Linked DNA regions of Mus musculus: all the other regions are linked to region 3. The links are chromatin contacts, called in public promoter capture Hi-C maps. All regions are on one chromosome and are shown on one strand. The core of a region is the stretch at or near the end of the contact, and the rest is flanking DNA. Distances in the headings are between cores, read along the strand shown.

What was found. Promoter capture Hi-C pulls out the DNA fragments that hold promoters and counts their contacts.
Region 1: a contact with region 3 is called in a promoter capture Hi-C map of liver, with 2.5 times the contacts expected there. The contact joins the promoter of Snapin here to the promoter of Glmp in region 3. A contact is called at or near these places in 4 of 39 promoter capture datasets (erythroid cells, liver and pre-B cells) and 1 of 9 other capture datasets (liver).
Region 2: a promoter capture Hi-C map of neutrophils shows a contact between it and region 3, with 4 times the contacts expected there. The contact joins the promoter of Chtop here to the promoter of Glmp in region 3. A contact is called at or near these places in 2 of 39 promoter capture datasets (neutrophils and pre-B cells) and 1 of 9 other capture datasets (liver).

Annotation. Positions count from the first base shown.
Region 1 is chr3:90,489,285-90,492,843 of GRCm38.p6, reverse strand. It overlaps Snapin (SNAP-associated protein), which reads left to right and starts at 1,831. Exons shown (of 4, transcript NM_133854.3): 1 at 1,831-2,012; 2 at 2,250-2,296; 3 at 2,572-2,690; 4 at 3,251-3,559. The coding sequence starts at 1,870. The coding sequence ends at 3,352.
Region 2 is chr3:90,507,403-90,511,076 of GRCm38.p6, reverse strand. It overlaps Chtop (chromatin target of PRMT1), which reads left to right and starts at 1,579. Exons shown (of 6, transcript NM_001293776.1): 1 at 1,579-1,886; 2 at 3,451-3,532. The coding sequence starts at 3,468. S100a1 (S100 calcium binding protein A1) reads left to right here. Exons shown (of 3, transcript NM_011309.3): 3 at 1-43.
Region 3 is chr3:88,323,205-88,327,243 of GRCm38.p6, reverse strand. Glmp (glycosylated lysosomal membrane protein) reads right to left here and starts at 2,221. Exons shown (of 6, transcript NM_020003.1): 1 at 2,043-2,221; 2 at 1,313-1,567; 3 at 932-1,129; 4 at 615-833. The coding sequence starts at 2,162.

The sequences.
Region 1 (3,559 bases), core at 582-3,081, 2.2 Mb before region 3:
CCTGAACCTGAGGCAGGAGGATCACATACATAGTCAAGGCCTGTGTGTACTACAAAGCAAATTCAAGTCCAATCTGGCAATTTAGTGAAACCTTATCTCAAAAAGTGAGGTGGGGGTAGAGGGAAGGTACAGTAGGACTATAGCTCAGCAGAACATTTGTCTAGCAATCACAAGGCCCTGGTTTCAAGCCCCCCTCAAAAATTTCAGCAAAACAAAAAACCCTTAACTTTAAATCCTGTCATGGTGGCACAGACCTGTAACTCCAGCACTTGAAAGACTTAAAACAGAGCTTGTACACTATGCCCCTCCTTAGAATTGGGAACAAAACACCCATGGAAGGAGTTACAGAGACAAAGTTTGGAGCTGAGATGAAAGGTTGGACCATGTAGAGACTGCCATATCCAGGGATCCACCCCATAATCAGCATCCAAACGCTGACACCATTGCATACACTAGCAAGATTTTATCGAAAGGACCCAGATGTAGCTGTCTCTTGTGAGACTATGCCGGGGCCTAGCAAACACAGAAGTGGATGCTCACAGTCAGCTAATGGATAGATCACAGGGCTCCCAATGGAGGAGCTAGAGAAAGTAGCCAAGGAGCTAAAGGGATCTGCAACCCTATAGGTGGAACAACATTATGAACTAACCAGTACCCCGGAGCTCTTGACTCTAGCTGCATATGTATCAAAAGATGGCCTAGTCGGCCATCACTGGAAAGAGAGGCCCATTGGACAAACAAACTTTATATGCCCCAGTACAGGGGAACGCCAGGGCCAAAAAGGGGGAGTGGGTGGGTAGGGGAGTGGGGGTGGGTGGCTATGGGGGACTTTTGGTATAGCATTGGAAATGTAAATGAGCTAAATACCTAATAAAAAATGGAAAAAAAAAAACAGAGCTTGTGAGCTCAAGGCTAGCCTTGGTAACACGGCAGGACTTTCTCTAACAAAAATAGCAAATCTTTAGAAATAAAACTCGAGGGCAGTGGTGGGATACACCTTTAATCCCAGCACTGGAGTTCAAGGGCAGCCAGAGTGAGTTCCAGGACAGCCAGGGCCACACAAAGAAATCCTGTCTGCAAGAAAGAGGGAGAGGGAGATAGATGGGGAGAGGGCAAAAAAAAAAAAAAAAAAAAAAAAAGAGGGAGTGGGAGAGAGGAAGAGAGAGAAAAGAAAGAACCCTTAACATGAATATTACATGGCTTTCTCATCAATTCCCATGGAGAAGGCTATGGACAATAGCACTTAGATGGCTCAGCGGTTAGGAGTACTAACTGCTCCTGAGTTCAAAACACAGCAACCTTCAAATCCCAACAACCACATGGTGGCTCACAACCAGCTGTAATGAGATCTGATGCCCTCTTCTGGCGAGTCTGAAGACAGCTACAATGTACTTACATATGATAAATCTTTTTTAAAAAGGAAAGAAGGAAGAGGAAGAAGAGGAAGAAGAAGTAGAAGAGGAGGAGGAGGAGGAAAGAGAGAGAGAAAGGAAAGAAAGAAAGGAAGGAAGGAAGGAAGGAAGGAAGAAAGAAAAGAAAGAAAGAAAGAAAGAAAGAAAGAAAGAAAGAAAGAAAGAAAGAAAGAAAGAAAGAAAGAAAGAAAGAAAGAAAGAAAGAAAGAAAAGATCAGCCTGGTTTACATAGTTACAGGGCAATCTATCTCCAGAAGTCTAGATCCGCCCCCTACAGGCCCATGGAAGAAGAGGCTCTGGTCCCGGCCCGCTTGCCGGGGCTCACTGAGGACTCCATTTCCCAGCTATCCCACTGCCGTCTGGGCTGTATATCTAAGCGCCCTCTCGCGGTGCACAGCGGCGGTCTGGAGTTCCCGGCGACCCTCGCGGCAGGCTGAGGGCGTCAGGGCAGTTCGCGATGGCCGCGGCTGGTTCCGCTGCTGTGTCAGGGGCCGGGACCCCAGTGGCGGGGCCCACAGGCCGCGACCTCTTTGCCGAGGGGCTCCTGGAGTTCCTGCGACCCGCGGTGCAGCAGCTCGACTCTCACGTGCACGCGGTCAGGTGCAGGACCGGGTTGCTGGGGGCGGGGCCTAGGGAACTGGCTTTGTAGGGGCGGGGCCCCGAAGAAATACTAGATACATTCTTGAGACACTGATGTTGAGACTGGGTAAATAGGCGGAAGGGCCTGGGTGAGGCCTTGAAGTTGAGGTTGGCTTGTCTCAGTATTTGGGGAATAAGTAGAATTCGTTTCCCGCGTCCCAGTCACTGACCGTTGTAGACTTTTGTACCACTTTGCAGAGAAAGCCAAGTAGAGCTCCGGGAACAAATTGACAACCTAGCTACAGGTGAGTGAGCAGCCAGGATACCTAGAATCCCTGATCTCACTTTCGGGAACTTTGTTTCCCCAGGTTTTAGGCTAAGTTTCTGTCACTTGCTTCTCAATATCAGAACTACCCAAGGACTCCAATTTCTGGGGATATTTTAGGACAGAATGGAAGAAGGGAAGGTGTCTGTGGCCCACACAAGACTGCAAGAGTATTTTTCATCCCATTCCTCTCTTCCATTCCCTAAGAACAAAAAATGAGCCATTAGATGTTGGTTGCCCATTTCCTCTTCCCAGAACTGTGCCGGATCAATGAGGATCAGAAAGTGGCCCTGGATCTGGACCCCTATGTTAAGAAGCTGCTTAATGCCAGGCGACGAGTTGTCTTGGTCAACAATATTTTACAGAATGCACAGGTAAAATAATAAAATAGTAATAATAATAATAATCCCAGCAGTGCATGGTGGTACATGCTGTAGTTTCAGCATTTGGTAGGCTAAGGCAAGAAGGATGGCTTGAACTTTGAGCAGAGCCTGGACTATCAAATCAGCTAGGGCTACATAGCATGACCCTCTTTCAAAAAAATTTCTTCTTGTTTATCCTGCTTTATGTCTTCAACACTGTGAAGCAACTATGGGGGAAAAGAGTGGTGTTAACTAATCTGATAATAAAGGCCCATATTCCCCTCACCCCATTACTAGGCCTCAAACTAGACAAGTGCCAATTCTTAACTTCTAATTCTTAACTTCTAGTGGCTGTCATTTACAAGTCCATTTTAACGTAAAGGGCTGGCTTGAAAAGAGCCAAAGCCAGCTGGACATATAAGCAGGCAAATTTCTGAGTTTGAGGCCATCCTGGTCTACAGAGCAAGTTCCAGGGCTACACAGAGAAAAAACAGTCTGGGGACAGGGGCAGAGGGGACTCAGTTAAAACCTTTTACAGCAGTCATTAGATTCCCCATCTTCCTGTCTTACAGGAACGACTAAGGCGGTTAAACCACAGCGTGGCCAAGGAAACAGCTCGCAGGAGAGCTATGCTGGATTCAGGAGTTTACCCTCCTGGTTCTCCAAGCAAATAAGCACGGGCCCGTGACCTGAGTATACAAGTACAATTCTCCAACGGCTTTGTCTGGTAGACACGAGAAGATTCCAGGAAAGTCTCTGTAGACCTTTGATTTTTTTTGCACTATGTACTCATTCATGTAGCCGCCTCAAGAAACATGCGTACGGCAGGACTATTTCCTAAAGAACCTCCATCACAGCTTGTCCATCCAAGAAAGAGCCTC
Region 2 (3,674 bases), core at 330-2,829, 2.2 Mb before region 3:
AGATCTGCCACTTGTTTTAATAAAGCCTTCTCTCTCACCAGCTATCAATGTCTGTACCCTCTGGGCATGGCTATGTGTGAAGTAAGGGGTGCTCACTCCCAACACCTTATCTTGTCAAGTTTACATTAGTTCCTTATTTAAGGAACACTCAAAACCCAGAAATGTAGGGGTCCGAAAATTTTAGCTGGAATCCAAGTGTCATTGGCTTCTCAAGGATTTGTATGAGTAATTGGTAATACCAGGACTTGAAGGATGAGGCAGGAAGATTTTGAGTTCCAAGCCAGCCCATACTACATAGCCAGAAACAGAAATAAACAAGCCATCAAAAAATGTGGGGCTGGTGAGATGGCTGAGTGGGTAAGAGTACCTGACTGCTCTTCCAAAGGTCCGGAGTTCAAATCCCAGCAACCACATGGTGGCTCACAACCATCCGTAACGAGATCTGGTGCCCTCTTCTAGTGTGTCTGAAGACATCTACAGTGTACTTACATATAATAAATAAATAAATCTTTTTTAAAAAATCTGAAGAAAGCTAGAAATGGTGGCACGTACCATAGTTAACACCAGCTCAGCACCTGGGACGTAAAAGGCAGGAGGATCTCTGTGAGTCCAAGCCCAGCCTGGTCTGTATAGAGAATTCTAGAACAGCCAGAACTACATTATAGAGACTCTGTCTCAAAAAAACTACCAGAGGCAGTGGTGACACACGCCTTTAATCCCAGCACTCGGGAGGCAGAGGCAGGCAGATTTCTGAGTTCAAGGCCAGCCTGGTCAACAGAGTGAGTTCCAGGACATCCAAGGCTACACAGAGAAACCCTGTCTCGGAAAAAAAAAAAAAAAAAAAAACAACAACAAAAAAACAAAACCAGAAAACAAAACCAAAAAACTACTAGAAGAACTTTTTCCCAAGCTTCATTCAGTGTTTATTGATGCCTCATCATTGCTAGACATTATGTAAGAACTAGGGATACATAAGTGGGGATACAGATTTGCTTTATTGGATTACTTGAGGTAAAAAGACCCACCCTAAAACTAGCCACATCTTCTAGAGGCAGTCCCTATAAAAGGATGTAGATGAGTCCAGTGTGGGTCTTAAATCCCAGTACTGGGAGGGGCGGGGTTAGGGGGGGTCAGGAGGTGGATCTTTGTGAGTTCGAAGCCAGTCTGGTCTACACAAAGGAAGCCTGCCTCAAAAAGAAACAGAAACTCTACAAATAGGTTTGAGGGCCTGAGCAAATTAGCCAGGTCTCAAGGTCCTAATAAAGACTTTTTACAGTTGTCTTTAGCTTGGGAATGGGAAATAAAAGGATACAAACACTGTTGCCAATCTAAGCTGCTATTTGCAAGCCAAAAATCCCACCAAAGTGGGGCATAAACTTGTCCAGAAGGTAGTCTAGAGGTACTTAGCGATTACGGCCACTGGCCACGCCCCCGAAGGCGGAGCACTACACGTAACTTAAGGGATCTTTGCCAAAGTCAGTGGGGATTCGCTGCGATTCTTGCGCTAGGCCAAAGGACCATGTTGCCACGCCCCTAGTTGCGCGCGCACTGACGCAAGCCCGTCGGCGCCATTTTAGCCGGTCACGCTGCACTGGTGGGCCCGGCGGCCATTTTGTTTTGGACACCAAGCGGGAGTTGGCGGCGCCGGCTCTGGGGGCCCAGACGAAAGGCAGGAAAGGGCAGGCTTGACGAGCGGGAGGATCGGTCAGCTAGATACTCAACCCACAACGAGGAAGCCTCACATCCTACCGTTTAAGCATCTAAGCCAACCGCCCAGCTAGTTAACCCGAGCGGCCCGCCGTCAGCTCAGGTTAGGCCGGCCTCCGGGCCGCCCGCCGCAGCCGTGGTGGCAACCCCGGGAGGAGCGCTGGCGTCCATCTCCTTCGGTGAGTTTCTGTGGAGAGGGCAGAGGTGGAGGGGCGCGGGGTCCGGGGCCCGGTGGCGTGGGTGGCAGGTGTGGACCGGGCTGAGGTGCGCAGAGGCCGGGGAGGGGGCGGAGCCGGGAGGCGGAGGCTAAGCCGGAACCGCGGCCAGCGAGCTGGGCCGCTAGCCGTGCGGGTGCTGCTTGTGGTTGGCGTGTCTGGTGCAGGTGCTGGTGCTGGTGGTGCTGGTCGTAGTGGTTTGGCCTCAAATCCAGTGTCTTGCTTACCTAGATAAGCGTCCTCCATCGGAGCCAAAGCCTCGCCCCAGAATAGCGTTTGATGGGGATAACCACGGAAATAGTCGCCTGATCAAAGTTGGAGTCCTGAGAGGCTTCGAGGTGGAGGTCAAATGAGGAGTACAGGAATTAGCGGCGGCTCTGGGTGTTCGATTTTGATTCTTTTTTTTTTTTTTTTTTTTTTTTTTGCGGCACCGAAGTTGAACCCAAAATCGTACTTTGGCTAAACTAGCGCCCCGAGTTAACATCTCCAGCTTTAAAAATAATAATAATCTTAGTTTGAAACAGGGTCTGTCAAATCACCCGGGCTCGCCTTGAGCTTGTGACCCCCTTGCCTCAGCCCCTCCCCAGTATATGCCACTACAGTTAAAATATTGTGGTGTGCTCTTAACAGAGCTCTCAGATTGAATACCCATTTAGAAAACCTCTTCTGTCTTTCCCCTGCCATGTCTAACTAGAGCTCCACCTGCATTTGGAGTTGAGAATCGATTTTGAAACTAGGCTTTTCTTTTTATTTTGGGTGTATGAGAGTCCGGTCCTCACAGTGTGACAATGTAACCCGTTACAGCCTCAGACTGTTACACCACTCCCCTGTTGCTGCTGGGAATTGAACTTCCCAGGGCTTCATCAGTGCTAAACAAGCACTCTACTGAGGAGCTATATTCCCAGCTCCTCCATTTCTCTAGATCCATGACCCTCAACTTTCTATAGACATGTAAGATGTACCTGGGTAGCACCCCCAATCCCAGTTGCTGTACCCCATCCTCATGGCCAGATTGTACTTTAATTGGTCTGGATCCAGGCATCAAGAATTTAGTTTAGTTTGGGAGGGACTTTTTCTTTTTTTTTTTTTTTTCAAACATTCCTCAGCTAAGTCACATACAGTCCAGGCTGAGAAGAACTATTGAAAGCCAAACTCCTAGGCTTTGGCTACATCTCATTCTGCTATTTTGGAGACTTTGGCAGATGTTCTCCATCCTGGAGCTTTGAAATTTTTATAACTATTGTATGGACGTAAGCCCCCACCTCACAGGGTTTCTCTTAGGTAGCCGTGGCTGTCCTGGAACTTGCTATGTAGACCTGGCTAGCCTCGAACTCAAAGGGAGCCACCTACCTCTGCTTCAGGAATGCTGTGACTAAAAGTGCACCACCACCACCACCTGGCAAACTTAAGATCTCATGATACCATCTTCAGAGTTAAAAATATAGGCCTTTAACAGATTTATGCCTTGCTTCTTGTGAAAATGCAAGCTTCATTATTTTGATTGACTCATGCATATTGTCCTTTGTAGATTCTCGGGATTTGAAGATGGCTGCACAGTCAGCGCCGAAAGTTGTGCTAAAAAGCACCACCAAGATGTCTCTAAATGAGCGGTGAGGCAGCCAACAGCAACTTCAGCTCCTTCCTAAGAAAACATTACTTAAATTGACCCTGGGGTCCAATACAAAAAAAGCCAGTTGTAAGCTAAATGACAGAAGGCTACAGACCTCTGTTCTTAATTGCATCTAATGTGGT
Region 3 (4,039 bases), core at 972-3,471:
GGAGGCTGATGAACCTTTCTGAGTTCAAGGACAGCCTGGTCTCCATAGCAAGAGTTCTAGGTCAGCCAGCCAGGGATACTTAGGGAGACCTTGTCTCAACAAACAAACAGAAAACCCTTTTAAAAATGGGTGTTGTGGTGGCTTTAGGGATGGCTCAGTGCTGAGAACTTGCTGCTCTTGTAGAAAATCCAAATTCAGTTCCCAGCACCCATACCAGGAGGCTTACAGCTATTTGTAATTCCAGCTCCAGGGTACCTGATACCCTCTTCTTGCCTCCATAGGAACCTGTATGCACATGCACCCAAATACACACACATAAAAAACAAGTCTTCTGGGGCTGGAGAGATGGCTTAGCAGTTAAGAGCACTGGCTGTACTTCCAGAGGACCTGGGTTCAATTCCCAGCACCCTCACGGTGGCTCACAACTGACTGTAGCTCTAGTTCCGGGGGATTTGGCACCTTCACAGACATACATGCACATAAAATGAAAAGAAATCCTTCAAAAACCCAAACACACAGTCTTTTTTAACAATAAGTGGTTGGTGGGTTTTCTGGGCTGCTAGCGGGATCCCACTTTACATTCCCACCCATCTATCTCGCACTGGTGACCTGACCTGGAAGACGGCAGGTGCATATTCATCATCGATGGAGTTCCGTTCGTTCACTGAGGGGCAGTCAGGGCCCTGTCCCAAGGTGGCTACCTCTAGACCAAATAGGGAATGGTTTCCACGAGGAGAAGCTCCAACCAGGGCCACTTCTAACTGGCAGACATCTGCTGTGTGCAGGAGGCGAGGGGGCTGAGCAGGTCGACCAGATCTAGAAAAGGCTTGGACCTTGGAAGGAGAAGGAAGCCATGTGGGGAGAATGGAGCTTGAGGGACAGATACTCCCACCCTCATCAGTCATTTCCAGTTCCTTCCCCATAGCCTCACCTTGAAGGTCAGGCTGCCATTGGCGAATGCTCCAGTAGGATCATCTACAGGGCGGCCTTGAAAATCGGCACTCAGGTTGGCAAGATCCAATGAGTTGGTGATATTGTTCCAGGAGAACTTGGCCAAGGAGTACGGAGGGTATGGCTTTCCTGGAGGCTGTGCCCCCTCGGACGCATTGGTGCTGTCAAACTCAAGCAGCTGGGGACAGGGTAGAGTGGAAGAGGCTTGCCTCCCTCTGGCTTTCTCTTGAATATCCCTCCCAGTCACCCCACCCAAAACTGCATTCACTTCACCCACCCTGGGCTAAACCCGTCCCTCGCCCTGGGGGTAGGATGGACTCTCTTCTTGTGATCTTCTCTCTGGGCTCCTTCAGACCCTCACCCTGGTGAAGACGAGAGCAGAAGAAAACTGTATGCTGCTCTTGGGGAGCACCATCAGGGCCCCAGCAGGATCGGGAGACAGCAGGAGACTCCAGTTGACACTCAGGACACTCTGAGTGGTGTTAGTGGCCACCAGCACCACAGCTGGAGGCCCCAGGCTGCTCCACACATAGTGCAGGGTGGAGTTGCTGCCCACTGCCCGAATATGAAGCAGGTTCTGTGGATTTGGCCAGCCGGAAATAACCTCCATAGATACCTGGAACACGGGGTAGTGGGGCGGAAGGAGCAAGATCAGGTATGCTCACAGGCAAAGCTGCAGCTTGTAGGTGGAGGACAGGACCTGGGCAATGCAAGGGCTCTTGAGGACCAGGCAAGAGGGAAATGTAGAAACTGAGGGGAACTTGGAATCAGGGGCAGATGTAGGGTTGAGAACATAGGGTGGATCCAGGATTACTCAGAGGGCTCAGAGCTAACAAGGCTTTTAAGTCCCCAAACTTGCCTGTTCCTGGGCTACAATGGCTGAGCCATGGCTCAGACATCGTCAGAAAGCAGGACGCAGTCATGCCTGACCCCTCCACAATTCTTCCAATCACTCGTGACTCCACACTGAGCTCTCTGGGTTGTTATCTCTCTTGCATCCACCTTCCACCCCTCTGTTGTCCCAGATTCCGGTCATCCTAGAAAGGTAGGATTTCCGGAAACATCTATAACTTCAGTTCCAGAGCCCTTACCTGGCGAGTCTCTTCTCCCTGCAGGCCAAATGGAGCTGAACACACAAGTAGACTCAAAAGGAGCCATGGGGTAGGGGCACAGGGGACCCAGCCCCAGTGAGGTCCCCAACAGCGAAACATACAGCCACAGCTAGTTAAACTCAGCGGAAGAGCCTCAGAGTCACATGACTCCTTTCCTGCTGATCCCTTTTGAGGGCGGGCCAACAAAGTTCTTAAAGGGGCCGCTTCTATTAACCCAGATCTGTTTAAGTTGGAATAGCCTCCCGAAAGCTCAAGGTGAACAGGTATTTTATCATCAACAGGTTGGCCTAGGCATCCTAGACTAGCTGTGCAAACATACTCCTACCTTACTGCAGACACCCTACCGGCCCCACCTACATCACCTCTGGTGAATAAACCCAGATTAAAATTTCCACACAATTTAACAGAGTAATTTGTATGTTACTGCTCTGTGCTAGAAAGATATAGAGAGGGCTGGAGAGATGGCTCAGTGGTTAAGAGCACTGACTGCTTTTCCGAAGGTCCTGAGTTCAAATCCCACCAACCACATGGTGGCTCACAACCATCCGTAATGAGACCTGACGTCCTCTTCTGGTGCAGCTAAAGACAGCTACAGTGTACTTAGATATAATAATAAAAAAAAATCTTCAAAACAAAAAAGGAAAGATATAGAGAGGAATTGGATATAAAAGAACCCTTGGGGGTCAGCAAGATGCCTCAGCATTTGCTCTAAACTGAACATGAGTTGGATATATATTCAGGACCAACGCGGTAGAAGGAGAAAAATAATTGCCAGAAGCTGTAACCTGATTTACACATGCATTCTGTGCATTGCTCACATAAAACAAGTGCAGTAAAATGTAAAAGAATGCCGGGCGGTGGTGGCGCACACCTTTGATCACAGCACTTGGGAGGCAGAGGCAGGCGGATTTCTGAGTTTGAGAAAAGTGAGTGCTAGGACACCAGGGTTACACAGAGAAACCCTGTCTTGAAAAAACAAAGACAAAAACACAAACAAAAAAAGTAAAAGAATAATAAAAGAATCCTTAGGTATGGTAGTCTCAGAAAACAGAACCAAACAGGAATGGAGGCTTGTTTCTACAAGGGGACCAAGACACCCTAATTCCAGCCAAGAGGTGAGAAGAGGAAGACCAGAAATTCAAGGTCTGGGGCATGAGATGTTCAGCAGGTAAATGCATTTCATTTATTAGATTACCAAGTAGGCAGGGACTGGCTGTCCAGGAACTCTTTATACATACCAGGCCGGCCTTGAACTATTAAAGATCCACCTGCCTGCCTCTACCTCCTCTGCTGGAATTAAAGGCATGAGCACCACAACCAGCCTGTTTTTCCTAAAATCTTAACATGTAAAGTATTTTGCCTGTATGTCTGTCTGTGTCTGGTGTCCTCAGAGACCAGAAGAGGATGTCAGATCCTCTGAGGCTGGAGTTACAGATGGCTGTGAGCTACCATGGAGATGATGGGAATCAAACCTTGGGTCCTCTGGAAGAAGTCAGTGCTCTTCATTACTGAGCATTTTCTCCATCTCCAACTTAAATCTGTTAGACTAATGCACAGTACAAATTTGAACCAGGTGTTCTGGCACAAGCCTTTAATCCTAGCTAACCAGGGCTACATAGAAGACCTTGTTAAAAAAAAAGAATCAGGATTACTTACATGATAATGTTAAGCAAGTGCTTTGACAGAGCTTATACACGCAACCTAGACACTAGGTTCTAACCTAGAGACAAGGGTCTCTGCATAGCCCAGCCCTGACTATTCGGAACTTGTTCTGTAGACCAGGCTGTCCTTTCAGAGATCTGCCTGCTGCTGCCTCCAGAGTGCTGGGATTACAGGCATGACTCCACCTAGGCCAGTTTTTGTTCTTTTTCTTTTTTTTTTTTTAGTATAGTTTATTCAGTGCATGGGGAGGGGAGTTAAGAGGGTAGTAGAGGCAGAGAAAGGCAGAGAGAGAGAAGTAGAGGCATCCATGACCA